Linked DNA regions of Mus musculus: regions 1, 2, 3, 4 and 6 are each linked to region 5. The links are chromatin contacts, called in public promoter capture Hi-C maps. All regions are on one chromosome and are shown on one strand. The core of a region is the stretch at or near the end of the contact, and the rest is flanking DNA. Distances in the headings are between cores, read along the strand shown. Region 1 holds the start of Ccdc169 (coiled-coil domain containing 169). Region 2 holds the start of Exosc8 (exosome component 8). Region 3 holds the start of Spg20 (spastic paraplegia 20, spartin (Troyer syndrome) homolog (human)). Region 4 holds the start of Smad9 (SMAD family member 9). Region 5 holds the start of Commd2 (COMM domain containing 2). Region 6 holds the start of Rfxap (regulatory factor X-associated protein).

Evidence for each region. Promoter capture Hi-C pulls out the DNA fragments that hold promoters and counts their contacts.
Region 1: a promoter capture Hi-C map of liver shows a contact between it and region 5, with 4 times the contacts expected there. The contact joins the promoter of Ccdc169 here to the promoter of Commd2 in region 5. A contact is called at or near these places in 3 of 39 promoter capture datasets (embryonic stem cells, hippocampal neurons and liver) and 1 of 115 datasets of contacts at active chromatin or transcription factors (stem cell-derived neural progenitor cells).
Region 2: a promoter capture Hi-C map of hippocampal neurons shows a contact between it and region 5, with 5 times the contacts expected there. The contact joins the promoter of Exosc8 here to the promoter of Commd2 in region 5. A contact is called at or near these places in 5 of 39 promoter capture datasets (embryonic stem cells, hippocampal neurons, liver and 1 more) and 1 of 9 other capture datasets (pancreatic islet).
Region 3: a promoter capture Hi-C map of liver shows a contact between it and region 5, with 6 times the contacts expected there. The contact joins the promoter of Spg20 here to the promoter of Commd2 in region 5. A contact is called at or near these places in 4 of 39 promoter capture datasets (embryonic stem cells, hippocampal neurons and liver) and 2 of 9 other capture datasets (adipose tissue and liver).
Region 4: a promoter capture Hi-C map of liver shows a contact between it and region 5, with 4 times the contacts expected there. The contact joins the promoter of Smad9 here to the promoter of Commd2 in region 5. A contact is called at or near these places in 2 of 39 promoter capture datasets (embryonic stem cells and liver).
Region 6: a promoter capture Hi-C map of liver shows a contact between it and region 5, with 3 times the contacts expected there. The contact joins the promoter of Rfxap here to the promoter of Commd2 in region 5. A contact is called at or near these places in 2 of 39 promoter capture datasets (liver and pre-B cells).

What each region holds. Positions count from the first base shown.
Region 1 is chr3:55,138,506-55,141,311 of GRCm38.p6, reverse strand. Ccdc169 (coiled-coil domain containing 169) reads right to left here and starts at 1,274. Exons shown (of 8, transcript NM_177203.3): 1 at 1,140-1,274. The coding sequence starts at 1,222.
Region 2 is chr3:54,733,727-54,736,660 of GRCm38.p6, reverse strand. It overlaps Exosc8 (exosome component 8), which reads left to right and starts at 1,297. Exons shown (of 11, transcript NM_027148.3): 1 at 1,297-1,653; 2 at 2,329-2,365; 3 at 2,495-2,558; 4 at 2,930-2,934. The coding sequence starts at 1,637. It overlaps Alg5 (asparagine-linked glycosylation 5 (dolichyl-phosphate beta-glucosyltransferase)), which reads right to left and starts at 1,122. Exons shown (of 10, transcript NM_025442.3): 1 at 1,012-1,122. The coding sequence starts at 1,077.
Region 3 is chr3:55,110,451-55,113,567 of GRCm38.p6, reverse strand. Spg20 (spastic paraplegia 20, spartin (Troyer syndrome) homolog (human)) reads right to left here and starts at 1,460. Exons shown (of 9, transcript NM_144895.2): 1 at 1,351-1,460.
Region 4 is chr3:54,753,983-54,756,977 of GRCm38.p6, reverse strand. Smad9 (SMAD family member 9) reads right to left here and starts at 1,396. Exons shown (of 6, transcript NM_019483.5): 1 at 1,284-1,396.
Region 5 is chr3:57,650,160-57,653,034 of GRCm38.p6, reverse strand. It overlaps Commd2 (COMM domain containing 2), which reads left to right and starts at 1,351. Exons shown (of 5, transcript NM_175095.4): 1 at 1,351-1,448; 2 at 1,536-1,613; 3 at 2,262-2,344; 4 at 2,820-2,875. The coding sequence starts at 1,382.
Region 6 is chr3:54,806,075-54,809,079 of GRCm38.p6, reverse strand. Rfxap (regulatory factor X-associated protein) reads left to right here and starts at 1,289. Exons shown (of 3, transcript NM_133231.2): 1 at 1,289-1,881. The coding sequence starts at 1,405.

The DNA.
Region 1 (2,806 bases), core at 25-2,524, 2.5 Mb after region 5:
GGGTTTGGGAGGGGGGCTGATGTTCATGAGGCCCGTGAATGGGGCCCTGGATAGCTACTCAAAACACTCACAATAAAGACAGGCATGGTGGCGCACACCTTTAATCCCAGCACTCAGGAAGCAGAGGCAGGCAGATCTCTGCATCTGAGTCCAGCCTGTCTACAAAGTGAGTCCCAGGATAGCCAGGGCTACGCAGAGAAGCCCTATCTCAAACAAACAACAAAATCAAAACTCTCAGAATATTCAAGGTCCTAACATAAAATACTGTATTATTTTTGCCCATACTAAGAACTGAATCCAGGGCCTTGCGTATGCTATGCTATTCGGGCATCCTCAGCCCACGTCTCATCTTGAAACAGTGTCCTATGTCCTATGTACCCTAACTGCCCTCCAGCCCCACACTCTTACTCTGAGTCCCTGGGTTTACAAGTTTGTCACCAAGCCAGGATAAAACTAACTCCCCCCCCCCCCAAACATTTAAGACACAGGATGCAGCTCACCGGCAGAACTCTGACCCAGTGTCACAAGCCCACACTTCCACACCTCCATCCTACCCTCCCTCAAAAATCATAGAGGGTCCCAGAGCTCGTTTACAAAAATGTCCAGGTTTCTGAAGTTCTTCAAAATGAACAGAAAAACATGGACTTCGCAGGACCGTCAAAACCAATCACATATTTTCTTCAGAATAGCAGCCACTTCTCCATTTTATCTACAAAAGCACGACAACTCTTGTATTCCCTTGGCCTCCATTAAGCAAAATGGTAAATGAGGTCTGTACAGATGACTCAGCGAGGACCACAGAGGACAGGGGGAGGGGGGCTTAGTTCCCGGCACCCACTGGGAGGCTCACAAGTGCTGGTAACTCCAATTCCAGGGGATCTGACGCCCCCGTTTGGACACCATGGGCACTGCTCTTATCTGTTGCACACCACCCTACACCCCAACCTCTTCCGCACACTGACCTCTCCCCCCCCCACACACACACACATAAAGAACCCTTCATAAACATCACTTTGAGTGAAAGCTTAATGAGCCTGCATTACTTCCGACACAAAGGGGCCTCCTTCCGCCATCAGAGTTCCTGCCCTTCAGATCGTGGGAGGCCTAGCAGAGAGCTAGAGCCTACAGGGCCCACTCACTTCATGTGGATTTCCTCCAGCAGCTCCAGCTTCAGGCGGTCTGTGCTCACCCCCTCGAAAGTGTCTCCGTGGCCCTCTCCCATTGCAAGACCTCCCGCGCGACCTTCCCCTGTGTACCACCTAGAGCTTAAGACCTGGGCACACCTAGGAACCCTAAAGGAAAAGGCGTTGCCAGGAGCCGTGGCATGACGTCATAGGGTGTTGCTCATGTCTACAGGCCCTCTTAGGAGCTAGGTGGGAAACTGTCTCGGAGCGGGTATGCCCCTTTTCTGTATCATCTCTGTGAATAGCCCCTGTGCAAGGTCAGGGTTCTGAGCCAGTGGGTTGTCAGAACATCCAACTTCTTCTGACCCCCTAGGGTTGCTGGATTAAGAGTGCCTTCATTTGCTTTAGTTCAGTAGGTTAGACTCTGAAAAGATATTCTGAACTTTGACGATTGTGAACTTTCGGGCCAAGAAATTCTCTGCCTTGGAGTTTGGGCAGCTCTGTGCACTGACCTGCTTATCACAATTTGCATCCTACTCTTGAGACGTCTCGGTTTTAAAACTCTCCCTTCTCATATTTTACCAGGCAGGTGATAGGCTCTGCCCGTGTGTATGAGTTGTCCCCATAAAAATTCATGAATCCAGACAACTGTTAAGAACTGGTCAGGGGAGCTGGAGAGATGGGGCAGCAGAGATGAGCACTTGAGCTGTTAGACACCAGTGTGGTGTGGGGGTCCCAAGACAACCACAACACAATCAACAAGGTAGAATGTTTCACTTCTTCAGAAGGGAATGTAGCCTGTCGTATCGGTAGGCAAGCACAGTCAGTGACGGTTCCACGGGGTTTTCATTCCTACCACAAAAGGGCCCTGTGCCTCATTTTGAGTGGTCAGTGCTGGGCCTCACATGCTAACACTAATGGATAGGGCACAACTGATAAGCAAATGACAACCGGACACGACAACTGTCAACACATATTTTGACTTCAAGAAATACTGACCCACAGGAGTTCAGATTTCTGCCAAGTGGTTTACCATTTTTCTAAGAGGAAATCTGTCTTATTTCTTTAATAGAAAAGAATGGGGCTGGAGAGATGGCTCCGTGGTTAAGGGCACCAACTGCTTTTCCAAAGGTCCTGAGTTCAATTCCCAGCAACCACATGGTGGCTCACAACTATTTGCAGTGTGATCTGATGCCCTCTTCTGGTGTGTCTGAAGACATCTACAGTATACTCATATAATATATATAAAGTAAATAAATAATCTTTTAAAAAAAGAAAAAAGAAAGAGTACATTTTGTTTGTATTTCTCACACAGCTCTTGATAAGGATGCTGGTTGGTTTCCAGTACTTCATGGATGTTGGACCATCCAATTCTCTGTTCTGGTCTCAGCAGGCACTGCATGCAGACAAAATGAGGTTTCCCAGGCAAGCTATTTCCCTCATGAGTAAACCTCACAGCTAATGGGTCTGTGGGTTGTCTAAAAGCCCTGGAATATCTCTTCTCCCTGGCTTTCCCTTTCAGGTGTCCTGCACGCACCTTGGACATGACATCTGATACCAAGTAGAGGAAAATTCCCCAAGGAGAATGTTTCCTGAGGGTCCTGTGCTCGGCATTATTATTCTCGCTGAATCATGGATTTTTCTTTCTCTATACTAATGGTTTGCTATGAGAGGCACCTTCT
Region 2 (2,934 bases), core at 48-2,547, 2.9 Mb after region 5:
AGTTCGAGGCCAGCCTGGTCTACAAAGTGAGTTCCAGGATAGCCAGAGTTATACAGAGAAACCCTGTCTCAAAAAAAAAAAAAAAAAAAAAAAAAAAAAGTGGGCGGAGAGAAAGAATGCCAACAGGCAGATGGAAAGTAGGCTTCAAGATGCAACGCACTGCACACCAAGTGCAACATGCTTGCAGTAAAATAAAGGGTACCTCTACTCGTTCAAGCCAGTGGGATCTAGTACAGTCCACACAGCCTCATCGTGCACACACAGTCAGCTAAGTCTGTATAAAGGATTCAAAGTAAAGTGGCCACAACCCGGAACGTGGCCAACAAAGTTCAGATTTGTTCCAAGCCTTTAAAGAAGGCATTTTAGTGAGAGAGGGCGCCTGGCTTCACCGGACACACAGCGACAGTCATCTGGCTACACCACTCCAAGACTGTGCATGTGCACATGTACATTGGCTAGGTGGCAGAGGCCTTTCTGGCCACCTGTCTCAATACAGGCAAGCTTTTCAGAATCTGCTTTCTGAATGAGTTACAGGCTCCTTTTCAAACTATGTGGCAGAGTTTAGTTGGCAAATATGTCCTCTTCTACATAATCAGAAGGGGTCTGCCACGTTTCTACAGGAATGGCAAAGAAAACGCTAAGGTGCCTGATTCTCAAGCAAAAAAACCCAAAACAAAACAAAAAGACCCCTGGCCAAAATGAATAGAACGCCGTCTGGGCCTATCTTTTGCTGACCCATCGTCCCTAGCCTTATGGATCGGCCGCTCTTTCCAGCTGCAGTGCATATGGGAGCCCCAGGAAGAAGACTGGGGAGTGGCGTGGAGGGGTGACAGGCGGGGGTTCAGAAGCAGGAGCCCCGAAAAGCTGGGCGGAGGCTCTGGGCACTCAAATAGGGTTCCAAAGGGGAACAAAGGTTCAAAGGATTTCAGGGAATCTGAGGCCAAGGGAGCCAAGCACGCGAGGGAAGCGCGGAAGGGACACCCGGAGCACCGGACTCCACCACGGTCTCACCAGAATGAGCGCGGCAGCCGCCAGCGCCACGCCGAGCCCCAGCAGCTGCAGTAGCAGCGTAGCCATCCCGCAGCTCCACACTTGCGGAAGCGCGGTGCGGCGCCGCGCCCCGCCCCAGCCGGCCCCGCAGGAGAGGCCGGCCTAGCCCTCGCCCGCCGCCCGCAGCGCCCCCGCCTGGCCGTGCCCCGCCACGGCAGGAAAGCCGAGGCCTCCCCGCAGCGCCCCCGCGCGGCTCCGCCGAGGACTGCAGGCCGGTCACCGAGTGCGGCAAGTCAAAGCCCTGGACCTGTGCACTGGCTTCACCCCTCGCGCCGTGCAGAGCAGCCATCTAAGGATGCCCGGCGCCGTGGAGGGTTTTAGGGTCACCCCCTTTTCATCTCGTGCGCCTGCGTGTGTGTGGGAGTGTGTTCGTGCACAAGCGCGCGGGCCCGTGGGACCCCGCGAGATTGGCGACTAGCGGGACGCTCGGGGTGGCCGGAGCTGGCGTTAATGCCTCGGGCGCAGGAACACGGTAGCTGCACTTCCCTAACCCAGGATCCCTCCGAGTGCCCTGGGCTGGAGGCACGCCTGGCGACCGGAGGGCGCAGGCGCGGAGGGCTGCGCAGGCGCAGAGCGGGCCGGAAAAATGGCGGCTGGGTTCAAGTGAGTGGCGGCGCGCGCAAAGAGGGCCCGGGTGCGGGTGTGGCGCGCGGCGGCGGGTGGGGGCCCCCCCGAGGACTCGCGGGGCCGCGGGAGGGCTCTGCCCACTCGAGGCGCTGAGGGACACTGCATCCAGGACGGCCCGGACCTCTTAGCCGAGGGCCACGCCGCTCTCCACGCAGGGCCGCCCTCGGAAGGGACTGGGAAAGCGTTGGGCGCGCTCTGGTTAAACCCGGAGCCGCCCACGCGTGCAGCCTGCAAACTCGCGTCTGCGGTGCGTGCACCGTACCTACCTGCAGTCACTTGTGGCCGCGGGTCGGCGAGGAGGCCAAACGTATGTACAATACACTCTTCCGTGGTAAAGTTGTGGATGCTGGCGAGTGTGGTTTATAACGGCGCGAAGTCACGCTAAGGTCCCTGCTTCAGAGCACGAGTGATGTGACTGACACCCAGGTTGACCCTCTTCTGGGTGTGCCAAGGGCCTCTGTTCCTCCTGACTATGGCACAGTTAAGGTCACCGCTGGAAACCGGTTGCTGCTGTGTGGCTTTTATAAATACGGGCCACACAGTTTCAAACGCCTGAGCCTGTCGAGATCACGCCTCAGACACCACACTCTCAAGTTCTGGGTTTCTGCTTTAGGACGCACTGACTGAGACACGTTTTAAACATTGTTTCAGAACTGTGGAGCCGCTGGAGTATTACAGGAGATTTCTGGTGAGTGAAGGTGGTTTTGTACGTTAGAGCTGTGGGTAAAAACACCAAGCTTCGGTTCATTTAAATGAATGAGGCTTAATGCTGCGTACCCGAAATACATCTATGACCCGTTTCCTTATAAACATTTAGAAGGAAAACTGCCGTCCTGATGGAAGAGAACTTGGTGAATTCAGAGCCACAACTGTCAACATAGGTGAAGATAAACTTCCTTTTAGTTGGGTGGGACATCCTTGGTGTCACGTAGTTTTTCAGCCAGCTCTACTATGTCTAACGCAATCGGGTGATGTTAAGAGATTTTTATCATCACACCAACCTTGTAGTTGATCTAAACTTTAGTTCAAATTGGGAGACCGAAGAAAAAGATGAAAAAACGTTAAGTAGTAATATCATTTTCAAGTCACTGACCTGAACCGGTCAAAAGTTTCAGGGGGTGGGTGGGTGGGGGTGGGGGGAGTTTCAGAGGCAAACAAAAAGATTTAAACTACTTTGTAGGAAACTTTGTGGTTATTTTCTTTTTTTTTTTCTTTTTAAAATTTTTTATGAATACCAAGTTTACCTTTCCAGGTTCA
Region 3 (3,117 bases), core at 211-2,710, 2.5 Mb after region 5:
CTCTACAAGTGCAGATAACCTGTTAACTGCTGAACCATCTTTCCAGTCCCATTATTCAGACTTTTAATTTAAATATAGAATGATGAAATAAGGCTAATTTACTCATCACCCAGATATAACATTTTTAAAATGAAAGTAGCAGATTTTCGTCTCTCTCTGACGTGTACAATATTTCATGATCAACTATACTGAGCATACTGTACTAAGCTACATCCCTCACTCCTCCTATCTGGGTCGGGAACATGGGGGACTGATTGTCAGGGAGGGTTCAACTCTAGAACCATTCCAACAATTCTTTCTTGCTTGGGAACTGTATGTTTCAGATTGTACCGCGCACCACGTGGGCAACAAACCACATTCCTCAAAATACAGAGGTTTCCTGTTTCAAACAAGTCCTCCACAAACACAATTAAGACCATCAGGAAGGCACACCAACCAAGACCAGTTCCCTCAGAACTAGGAGCACTCATTATTCACTTAATTGCTTCTGAAAATTTTAAAACAGTTGCTAAATTCTTAGGTATCCGAGGGTCATTTCATCGATCAAAAACCGTTCCGTTTATAATACAACAAAGCAAATCTCGAGGATCCTTAAGCAATCCCACAACCATGGGGAATAACGGAACCAGCCGTACACTAGAGCAATAAAGTAGCCTCACAAAACCACACACACTCCCAGAGAAAACTTTTCTAGACCTAAAGTTAGGCCTCGGGGGTCCTTTGAGATGCTGGAAGCCAGTAAACTTGTATCCCAATTACCAATGCCCGCTCCATTCACTGCCAGTGTTGTGGCTCCTGGCGCTTTCAGCTGCCAACGTTGGACAAGCTGTAGAGGAGCAAGAAAGCCAGTGGGGTTTGGAGAGGGAACAGTGGCGGACGCACACTAGGGATCACCAGAGATCAGGGATGGGAGGATCCGAACCAAGGGACAAGCGAGGATCAGGGATAGGTAAACGCACACCAAGGATGCGCGGGGGCGCAGGATTGAAGGACCAGCGCCGGGGATAAGAAGGGACCAAGGATGGGAGGGCCAGCACCAGGGATGCGCGGGTTCCTGGGGCAGGAGGATCTAGGACCTGAGCGCCGCTCCCCGGGCCAGAGCTGTAGGAGACGAAAGATGGGCGAAGGCTCCTTCAGTACTAGCTGGAATAGCCTCAGCAGGACTTCTGGAAACTTCCTTGGCAGAAGGGCTCTCAGCAAGATGCCGCCTGGACCCGGGCCGCAGCCCCCACCCCCGCTGGGCGTCCCGGGGTGGACCCGGCTCACAAAGCCCCGCGTGACGCCCTCTAGGTCCGGCCCCGCCCACGCGTCACCACACCGGCGCGGAGCTGAGCTTCTGCCCACTCTGACCTTCCAAAGGCGCACGGGTAGCCAGCGGTCCGCTCCGAGCCCGAGAGCCCACGGAGAGCGCGCAACTGCAGGCCCCACACACCCTCCGGCCTCAGCCAGGCCCAGGCCACGTCGGACCGCGCCTGCGCACTCCGTACCGGCTGCCCTGGGGCCGCCGAAGGGACCCGCAGTGCCACGGCAATGACAGCTTCCGGCCGCCAGGGGGAGACCTGGGTCGGGCACTGAGGATTGGGAGAACAAATGGTTGCCTGGAACCTGGGACCTTGCCTGACCTGTGCAAAGTGTTAAATCTGTGACATAAAAACAAAACAAACTAACAAACAAAAACCTCACAAGGCTGGGGGCTGGAGAGACGGCTCAGCAGTGAAGAAGAGGTCATTATTTTTTATTTGCTCTGTAATCCATAAAGAACACACCATAATAATTTATAAGTGCAACAATTAAAAGTGAATAAAAGATTTGAGTAGATCCTTCTTTAGACAAGATATACAGACCACCAGAAAGAATATCAAAAGATAGTGAATCCGCCGGGCGTGGTGGCACACGCCTTTAATCCCAGCACTCTGGAGGCAGAGGCAGGCAGATTTCTGAGTTCGAGGCCAGCCTGGTCTACAAAGAGAGTTCCGGGACAGCCAGGGCTATACTGAGAAACCCTGTCTCGAAAACAAACAAACAAACAAACAAAAGATAGTGACTATCACGAGTCTTCAGGCTAACTCAAATCAAAATGAGATGTAACTTCTGTCTCATTAGAATGGCTGTAATCAAAAGATAAGCAGAAAAGGGTTTGGCAAGATGGTTTTTTTTCCGGTCCTCCTGCCTTACTGGTGGGAGTGTTAAGTAACCAAAACCAGCCCAGCAAAGTCTACCCCTAGTTAGAATTGTTCATAAAATTATCCATTTATCTTGATTCAAATAATTCAGTCGTTGTAAAATTCCTTTCCCTCTCTTGACACCACCTGTAATCACCTGGGTAGAGTCCCGATGAGAGATGGTCTGCGTTAGGTTGGATGTGTGGGGGGTGTCTTAAGTTAATTGATGTGGCATGACCCAGCTCACTGTGGGCAGCACCATTTCCAAGATAGGAGGCCTTGAAAGAATGGAGAAAATGCACTAGGCACAAGCAATCAGGCAGGCAAGCCTGAGTTAATTCCTTTCTCCCTGCTCTTGACTGTAGGTGTGATATATCTAGATGTTTGATTTCCTGCTTGACTTTCTCATAATACTGGATTATAACCTGGACCAGTGACCTGAGTTAAACCTCTTCTTATTCCTCTGAATCATAGCAACAAATATAACTAGGACACACTCCTATTTATTTTGTTTAAGTGAATCAGGTAGGATTTTATAATGGCATCCTGCCTTTATTCTTTAACTGCTTTCAAATCATATGCTCAAAATCATTTTACAATGTCATATCTAGTGTGTGTGTGTGTGTGTGTGTGTGTGTGTGTTAGACAAAGAATCCCTCCATTTCTTCAGGCAATAAAATTAAGTCACTTGTCTACAGATCTACTTGCTACCAATTATAGTTACTCACACACTCAATTTCTAGGAAATACTTCAAAATGGCTTTACAAAGATTGACAATTTGGAGTGATTGGGACCAGGTATTTCCAGCATGCAGTGTTCAAATTAATGTCTTCATCCTCTAGTGGTATCTAGATGGGACACACACACACACACACACACACACTCACACACACACACACACACACATACTCACATACACTCACACATACACACACACACTCACACACACACACA
Region 4 (2,995 bases), core at 147-2,646, 2.9 Mb after region 5:
TTGCAGGAAGCTGCCTTGTCACCAAGGAGTCTGTTTTCAGAAATACTTGACACCTTGATAATCTTAGCATATTTTAAAGGTTCCTTATTTATAAACTACCACACCGGTTTCTTAACTGTGATGTCCTTGGATAATCAACCACAGATCTAAACTCATGTTCCTGGCTTTCTAAAGGCAGAGCATTGAATCCTGGTCGTTTGCTAGAGAGTGTGCTAGGGCTGAATTTTTATTTCCTTTTTAAAATATAAATGAATAGTTTTTTAAGTGTAAACATCCGAAGGCATTCCTTCTCATTGACAGGCATGCTAGCACATTTCACAACCACAAATCCTCCCGAGGAGTGGCCTAGGAAGCGGCAATGATTTAAAGGGCCGAAGACTACCGTTATTCTCCACTCCCGTTGCTAATTACATTTTTACAGAACGTCGTCAGCAAGCCATAAAAGTAAAAATGATTCCTAGTGTTCTGTGGCTGTGCATTTGACCGAATTACATACAATTTGCTTCCAAAAGGAGATCCACTTCATTTGTAGGTTATTTCTCAGGAGGACCAGTTCCAGTCCAGAGATAGGCTGACGCTAACGGAGGACCTCAAAACTATCATTTTAAATTGCCATGGTAGAGAGAGGGAGAGAGGGGAGGGAGTAAGAAGTGCAGCGATTAGCCACCCTTAAGAAGGTTCCCCACACGCCTCCCACAAGGCCGGCGTCAGTCAGTCGCCTGCATCTGTCCCCACCTCGCCCCCTCCTGTCTGCGCAGCGCTGGCACCCAATGGTAGGCCCAGGAGAAGACAAACACAACCCAACAGCTACAGACACTCAACATTCCTAACTTTTTTTCTTCTCTTTCTCACTGTGTATGCCTCAAAGGTAAGCAGAGAAGGAAAAAAAAAATGACATGAGTATGAAATAAGGCTTCGTAGCCAAGGGTGCCCTGGAGTTTTAAAATCTCCCCCAGAGTCACAATAACTACCTTACACGCACTCACACTAGCCTCTTTACTGTCATGCTCTGCAGCAAAGGACTACTTCCCGGAGCTGAGCTCCAGGGCGCCTGTCCCTGGGTACAGGACAGTGTGCATCCTTCTGCACTCGGCCCACGCGCATCCCGCATCCCTGCCCACGCCCCGGGTCACGCGTCGCGCCATAGGTCCCAGGTGCTGGGATGCCGCGGAGCCCTCGCACACTACAGACACCACCCAGGTTCTCCACGGAGAACCAAGTCCCACGCCTGGGGACCTCAGGGGCCTCCCGAGTGCCCACGCCCGCGGCATGGCAGCGCTTACCTGTCCGAGAGGTGCCACGCGTGCCCCCCGCGCACTCCGGTTGCGCGGTAGCTGCAGGGTCGGCCGGGCGGCGGCGGGACCGAGACAGCGGCTCCAGAGGCGTCAGTCAGGCTGGAGCCTCCTCCTCGGCCGCCCGCGTGAGTGCGCCGCGCTGGAAGGGCGCCAGGCGGCCGTGCGCGCAGCCCCAGCCAGGAGGGGCCAAGCGCCCTGGCCGCGCCACGCTCCCCGCCCCGCCGCGCACCCGCCCGCTCTGCACATCATGCCTGCAGAGAGCCTTCAGGGACAGAGGAGTCTCCGGGTCATCCCCAGAAAATGTCCTTCCCACCTGGACAGGCTGTAGGCAGCAGAGGGAGGGGGGCGGTTGTCCTCCCCTCCCCTTGCTCCAGGAGAGGCAGACAGGACCACCAACCATGCCTGTCTCCTGAACCGCAGAGTCCTGGTCCCTGGAGGCCACGCTTACTGGCTGTCTGTTCCTCTGAGGCATGACTGGCCCTGGCATCAGCCCAAGAACATCTAAACGAGCTGAGTGGCAAGCAGAGTTTCAAACCAGTTCTATAATATGTAGGTTGTGATTTCTTATCCAGCGTAGAATACATGCTACCTAATCTACTCATGATATACATCATGGGCACGAGGAACCTTCCTGCCCAGTGGCCTGGCTATCTCCTAGGTTGCCTGCCTCTGAAAAGCCGCTTGGAAAGTGGCACCGGTATGCCGAAGGCCTTTGATCCCTCACCAAACCTCCTTATAGGTCTTCCAAGAGGAAGAGGATGGTACAGGGCCACCTCAGTCAGCCCCAGAACACAAATGTCCACTAAGAGGCCAAGGCACCTTTGAAATGTAAACGAAGGTCCTTCGGTTGAACTTCTTTTTCTAATCCTCAAACCTCCGCTTTCTGGAACACGGGTAGTTTTGCATCATCATCCAAGTGTAGCCTAGGAGGGCCTTGCTTGTAAAAACAGATCGCAGAAGTTTAAATGCCTCTTTAACTTCAAATCGAAAGTGTCTTTCTACACCTGGCTCATCTACCCTGCTGTAACCGAGCTATGATAGGTTTCTGATTGACCTGGAGAGGAAGAAACCCCAGAAGAAATACTGTCCGGTGGTGGTGGAACGTTCCAAGCCATGGGCTGGAAGAGGGCTGTGCTTTGTGTATATTTAGAGGCAAGTAAACTAATTAGGTTCTCTGAATCGATACCTTGCAGCTCAGGGATTCCACCCCCCTCCCAGAAATGATATTAAAGAAAGAAGTGATCCAATCAGATTCGGAAGAAGCACAAACTGTTGGAAGACCTCTGCTAAGCAGGCTCAAGCTTCCACAATGGAGGCTGTGAGTTCACAGAAGTCAAGAGACATGTAGGAAGGGGTAGGGGTGGGACGGGCCTTTGTGTGTCCTCTGCCCTTTCTGGACTTTACTCCCTAAAGGTTAGGGAGATAAAACAGTAAGACCTGGTGGGATTCAAGAAAGGGCAAACACCAGCCCTGGAGAAGAACACACGCTGATGGATTCTTTTGACCACCCTGGTTATAAAAATTCTCCTCTCTAATCTATCTTCTTCTGCGTTTTTTTTTTTTTAATCATATAATAGGAACATAATTCTCTTCCACCACAGCACTGTGTTACAGAAATGCACAGGAAACCAGACTGTCAACAGTTGTGATGAGGTGGTAATTCCCTTATAAATTTGGTTAGGGACCTGAAAAAAAAAAAA
Region 5 (2,875 bases), core at 102-2,601:
CAGAGAGTGAGAAAAGGGAGAGAGGGGAGGAGTGAGTTAATATGTGAACACATGTGCCTCAGTGTACGTTGGTGAGTCAGAGAACAACTCATATGTGTTGGTTTTCTCTTCTACCGTGAGGGTTCCAGGGGTTGAACTCTTGTCTTCAGGCTTCACAGCAAGCAGCTTTTATCCACTGAGCTATCTTACCCACTCAGCTATCTTACCCACCCAGTCTGTTTGAATCTTTACCATCTTCTATCCCTCTTCAGTTCCTAAGAAACTGGTTATTTTACGTTCCCCGCCTCTCAGCTCTCCCTCTTCTGCTGGCAAGAGTCAGGCTGTGCTGTCACTTCTATGGCTTGATGTTCAGAATGCTCAGCTGTCGCAGCTGCTGCCACATGGCTGCTTTTATCATTGCTGCTATAGCACTGTATCTGCTTCCAGAAGTGGGCAAGAAAAGACCCCTAGAGAGAAGCCTTTTATTGAGTCCAAAGTTGTAGCAGCAAGGGATACAGTGTAGGGTGTGTCTATCCCTACCTGCTCATGAACTGAGCAGCCAGCTTCTAAATCTGAAGAAATGGTGTTTGCACCATTTGAAGCAAACCTCACATGTAAACAAAGGTATGTTTGGTTAGCATCTTCCCTTTTGTACTAAGAAAGTGCTCCCTTTCTTGCCTAAGTGGACACGTTCACAGGCTTATTTAGGGATCATGAAGGCTTGTGATAACACAAAGTCCTACACAAACTGTTCAAAACTACCCTAGTTGGGGCTGTATCTTCAGAAATTAATGCAAAGACCTCTGCTCATAGTGTAGTCATAGTGTAGTTTCTTCAAGGTATTTGTGGAGTGTACAAAATAGTCACTACATATATATTTATGTATATATACATGTAATATACGTATACATATATACATATATATACACATATATATACATATACACATACACATACATATACATGAGTATATGTATATACATATACACATATACACATACACATACATATACATATACATGAGTGTTATATACCCAAAACTAGAGTTAGTGATGGTTGAGAACGTGAGTACTGGAACCGAATCTGGTTCTTCTGCAAGAGCAACAAGAGATCTTAACCACTTAACCACCATCTCTCCAGCACTACATATTACACTTTTGCAGGATGGCTCATGAATGAGTGGAAGACTTGTACCTTCAACTCTTTTAACCAGCGTTCACTGCCTACCTTCACTCCTATAGAGTGAACCGGACGATACCGTGCTCCTAGGACTGCCAGCAACCGGAACCCAAAGCATGGGCTGTACCGCGACGCCCGCCGGAACTTCTTTTTGCCTGCACAGAGGTCGGAAGTGGTGAGGGCGGGGCCGGCGCCGGGTGGCAAAGTCTGAAGAGCCGCTAAAATGCTGCTGGATTTGTCCGAGGAGCACAAGGAGCACTTGGCCTTCCTGCCGCAAGTGGACACTGCAGGTAAGTTAGTGCTTGCGGGGTGCTTGCGGCGGGGACAACCCGGGGGACAGCCCGGCACTCACAGCCTGCTGCTGACTTCCGTTGCAGTGGTCGCCGAGTTCGGGAGGATCGCCGTGGAGTTCCTCCGACGGGGCTCAAACCCGAAGATCTACGAAGGCGCCGCCAGTAAGAAAGGGGGAGGACGGGCTCTGTCTGTGGAGCTGGAGAGTGCGATCCATTCTCTTTCTCCGCAGGAGTCTTTGCAGGTCCTAGGGTCTTGTTCCTTGTTCCTCTTAAAACCCCGCAGAGCAGTCAGTCAAGGCGCACACTGCAAGGAGCTGCGCGCTTTTATAACTAGTGTGGAACAAATATCTTCATATTTAAAATGAATACAGTGCCACCTGCCTTTTAGAAATATTCTGGTGCTTAATAAAATACCGCATGCTGAAGAAGTGGAACTGTCATCGAAGTGTTTAGTAAACATTTGCTACCCAGAAACTGCTTTTTTTCTAAGCTGGGGGGGGGGGGGTGGTGGTGGTGGTGGTTGAGATTAAGAACATCTCTACTGACTTCTCCTTCTGCCTGGGTTGAAGGGGCTTTGTGTGTCTGTTCACAGGTTTGTGTTTTGTTAGGCTGACTTGGAGGGAAATAGCCAAGGCCCCTGTTAGTGGAGTGGGTTAAGAAGGAACAGTAGTCTCCGCTTAACTCATTTTTATTGTATAGTTTGAAAACAGAGCAATTGAATGTGTTTATTTTTAAACAAATTGATAATCTGTTTATTTCTTCACCACCCCACCACCACCACCACCACCACCACCACCACCACCACCTTAGGAAAACTGAACGTGAGTAGTGACACTATCCAGCATGGTGTGGAAGGATTAACGTATCTCCTCACCGAGAGCTCAAAGCTTATGGTAAGACTTCTGAGAGCTGTATTGTATCACCCAGATCCTTTCAAACTGGCGCCTATTACAATATTTCTAACTCATAATCGAATTTGTGCAGTATACCAAAACAGTGCTATTGGCGTTATCTAATATGAATTCCTCTTGCCGGTTTAAATTATAATTGTCTCTATTTCTGCATCATGTGCCATCACCCATGTATGTCAGGAGATGGGAGAATGAAATATTGCATTTTTAAAAATGTATCAGCAGTCATTATCTGGCTTGATGGAAAAATATTAAATAAAATTAGGCATCTTAATTTCTTTCCTATTTTAATAAGGTTATTTTGTATATTAGTAACTTGGATTTCAGAATGGTGGGTCTTTAAGGAATGTTCTAAATAGAATTAGAGGATATAATGTACTTGTGTGTGTAGAAATGGTTTAGCATTTACTAGACAAAGATAAATTCCAGTGTTCTGTTGAACTCAATTTACCTTTAGATTTCTGAACTGGATTTCCAAGACTCTGTCTTTGTTCTGGGATTCTCTGAAGAACT
Region 6 (3,005 bases), core at 40-2,539, 2.8 Mb after region 5:
GGAGATCTGACTCCCTCTTCTGGAGTGTCTGAGGACAGCTACAGTGTACTTGCATATAATAAATAAATAAACAAACAAATAAAGAATTCAAACAAAGGCTGGGCGTGGTGGCGCACGCCTTTAATCCCAGCACTGGGAAGGCAGAGGCAGGTGGATTTCTGAGTGGATTTCTGAGTTCGAGGCCAGCCTGGTCTACAGAGTGAGTTCCAGCACAGCCAGGGCTATACAGAGAAACCCTGTCTGTCTCAAAAAAACAAAAACAAACAAAAAAGAAAGAAAAGAATTCAAACAAACGTAATAAAAATAAGTAATAACAATAATAATAACCTAATAATCCTATTGAAATGGGCGATGTAGTTGGTTCACAAAGGAAAGCATGCAAAGACCAACAGGTGTATGTAATATACATCCCTAATCCTGAAGAACAGTGTTATCTATCTCATCCCAGATGAAACGGTTATTATCAGAGATAAGATATCTATCGAGCACTGGCGGGGGTTGGGGGAATACGGGAAAAGGGACCTCTCCTACACTGCTAGTGTGAACGCCAACCCGAGCACCCACTATGGAAGACAGAGAGCAGCTTGTGGGGAAAATAAAAACAGAACTGTCACATGAGTCAACAATCTCATTACTGGGAATGTCAGAAAAGGCAGGAGCGTCCGCACTGGGTAGAAACCCTAAGGCGAACCAGAGCTTGTGAGCAAGCTTTCCTCCATGTCCCCATGGGACTTGACTGGGATGCATTAGCCAAATAAACCGTTTCCTCCTCGAGTTGTTTCAAACTCCTCTTCAGGCCTCTCGGGAACCTAATCTATCCAGAGACGTTCCAGGAGAGACGCGTTTTGAACCCGTCAGGGAGGATGGGTCCAGGCAGAAAGTGTCTCCTGGCCGTCCTCCAGTCTCCATTCTCCAGTCTTTCCAACTGGTGAGCGCCAGGCGAGCGGAGGACAGCTGCGCATGCGCAATCGGGACTTCTGTCAGCCGCTCCGCCCCGCCTGGAAGGAGACAGGGTTTCTCTGTGTAGCCCTGGCTGTCCTGGAACTCACTTTGTAGACCAGGCTGGCCTCGAACTCAGAAATTTGCCTGCCTCTGCCTCCCGAGTGCTGGGATTAAAGGCATGCGCCACCACGACCGGCTGTCAGCCGGGTTCTTGGTCAGCCTGCACCTAGGAATCGCTTGCGGATGGCCGCCGCGCAGGCGCAGTCGGTTCTGTCTCGCACCTGCTCAACCCCGCCCCTCTCGCCGTTCCCAAGCAGAGGCTCGCGGACCGCTACGGCGCACGCGCAGTGCAGTGCTGGCGGTTCGGCTCCGGGACGTGCGGCGGGCTGCCGCTTGTCGAGTACGGTTGTGTTTCTCAAGAGCTGACGGGCCGCGGTGGCGGACCCGGGCTCGGGCGGCAGCACGGAGGCGCAGGCTGTGCCCGAGGGCTCGGGGCCGAGCACCGCCAGTCCCCGGACGGCCCCTCCGGTGACGGTGCTGGTGATGCGGCAGGACGAGGCCGAGGCGGACGGCGCTCTGAGGCCGGGCCTGGCGGGGAGTGAGGCGGCGGCAGACGCCGAGGACGAGGCGGGGGACGACGACGCCGACCTGCTGGACACATCGGACCCGGCGGGCGGCGGCGAGAGTGCGGCCAGCCCGGAGGAGCTGGAGGACGAGGACGCGGAGGGTGGCGGCGCAGCGCGCAGGCGAGGCTCCAAGACCTGCACGTACGAGGGCTGCCGCGAGACCACCAGCCAGGTGGCCAAGCAGCGCAAGCCCTGGATGTGCAAGAAGCACCGCAACAAGATGTACAAGGACAAGTACAAGAAGAAGAAGAGCGACCAGGCACTGGGCTCTGGCGGCCCGTCCGCGGCCAGCACAGGCAACGTCAAACTGGAGGTATGCTTGCTCCTCGGGGCCCCGGGGCCAGGGCAGATGGGTGCCAACCTACTTGGTACACACTCAGGGTCTCCCCAAGGGCTCATCCTCTGCTCCAGCTGACATGGGCACTTTGGAGGTGATCTACACCTCTCCTTAGTAAACCCTTCCCAGTGTCTACCCCGAGGCATCCGGCACATTGACACACCCTGTTGGTTTTCTGTAACTTTGGTGACTTTGTTTTTTTTTCTTAGACTCCCTGGCCCCTGAGAAAAGTTGGATTGACAGTGGGGTAGTAACTTACAGCACACATGGGCGTTGCTCGGTTGCTTGATTCAAGTCAAGCTTGGAAGAGAGACGCCAGTGCCCTGCAATTGGGCTTCTGCTGCTAGCTGTCTGTATTTAGGTCCATTATTCATCTCCCTTAAGTCTCGGCTCCCTCGTCTTTTGCCCTTAAGATAATGCCCAATTAGTGTTTCTTCGGATTTATTTTGGTTAGGTGAAAATTATAAGTGGTGTGCATTTCAGCTCAGACCCAGCAAAGTCCACCTAAGTATTAGAGCTGTTTAAAAAACAAAACAAAACCCGTAAAAAGTAGAAAGACTCCTTACCACAGAAGTTCCTTTTGAAGGGGAACTTCTAACATTTGTGGAAGTTTGGCCTAGATGACTCAAAATTATTGCTACTATAAACGTCTGATTTTTGTGGTATTAGCATTATCCTACCTACACAGTGCAAGGCCTGGAGTTGTGAAGACATAAGGTTCTCTACAGTCAAGTCAGCTATAGCATTCCATGTACTGTGTATGTAAAGGAAGCGGTCCTATAAATAGGGTAACTGGGGAGAGTTAGAAGAAGAAAAAAATCTTCGCTTTTGTGATACTAGAATCCTCTTTTAGAGTTTTTAATATTTTGAGACCTAAAACATGTATGTATGGAAACCTTCTTATAACAAAAGTTTGCTAAGCATCTCACGATAAAGGTGCGACGCGGATGTTTTAATAGACAACTCGGAAGCCAGTAGATAAAAGGCCAAAGCTTTCCCAGAGGCAGAGTGTTTCACTTAACTTCAGCAGCATTCTTTTATGTGAGGAGAAGTTCAGTGTTTAGATTCATTCATATATGGGATTAAGCATTACTAATTTG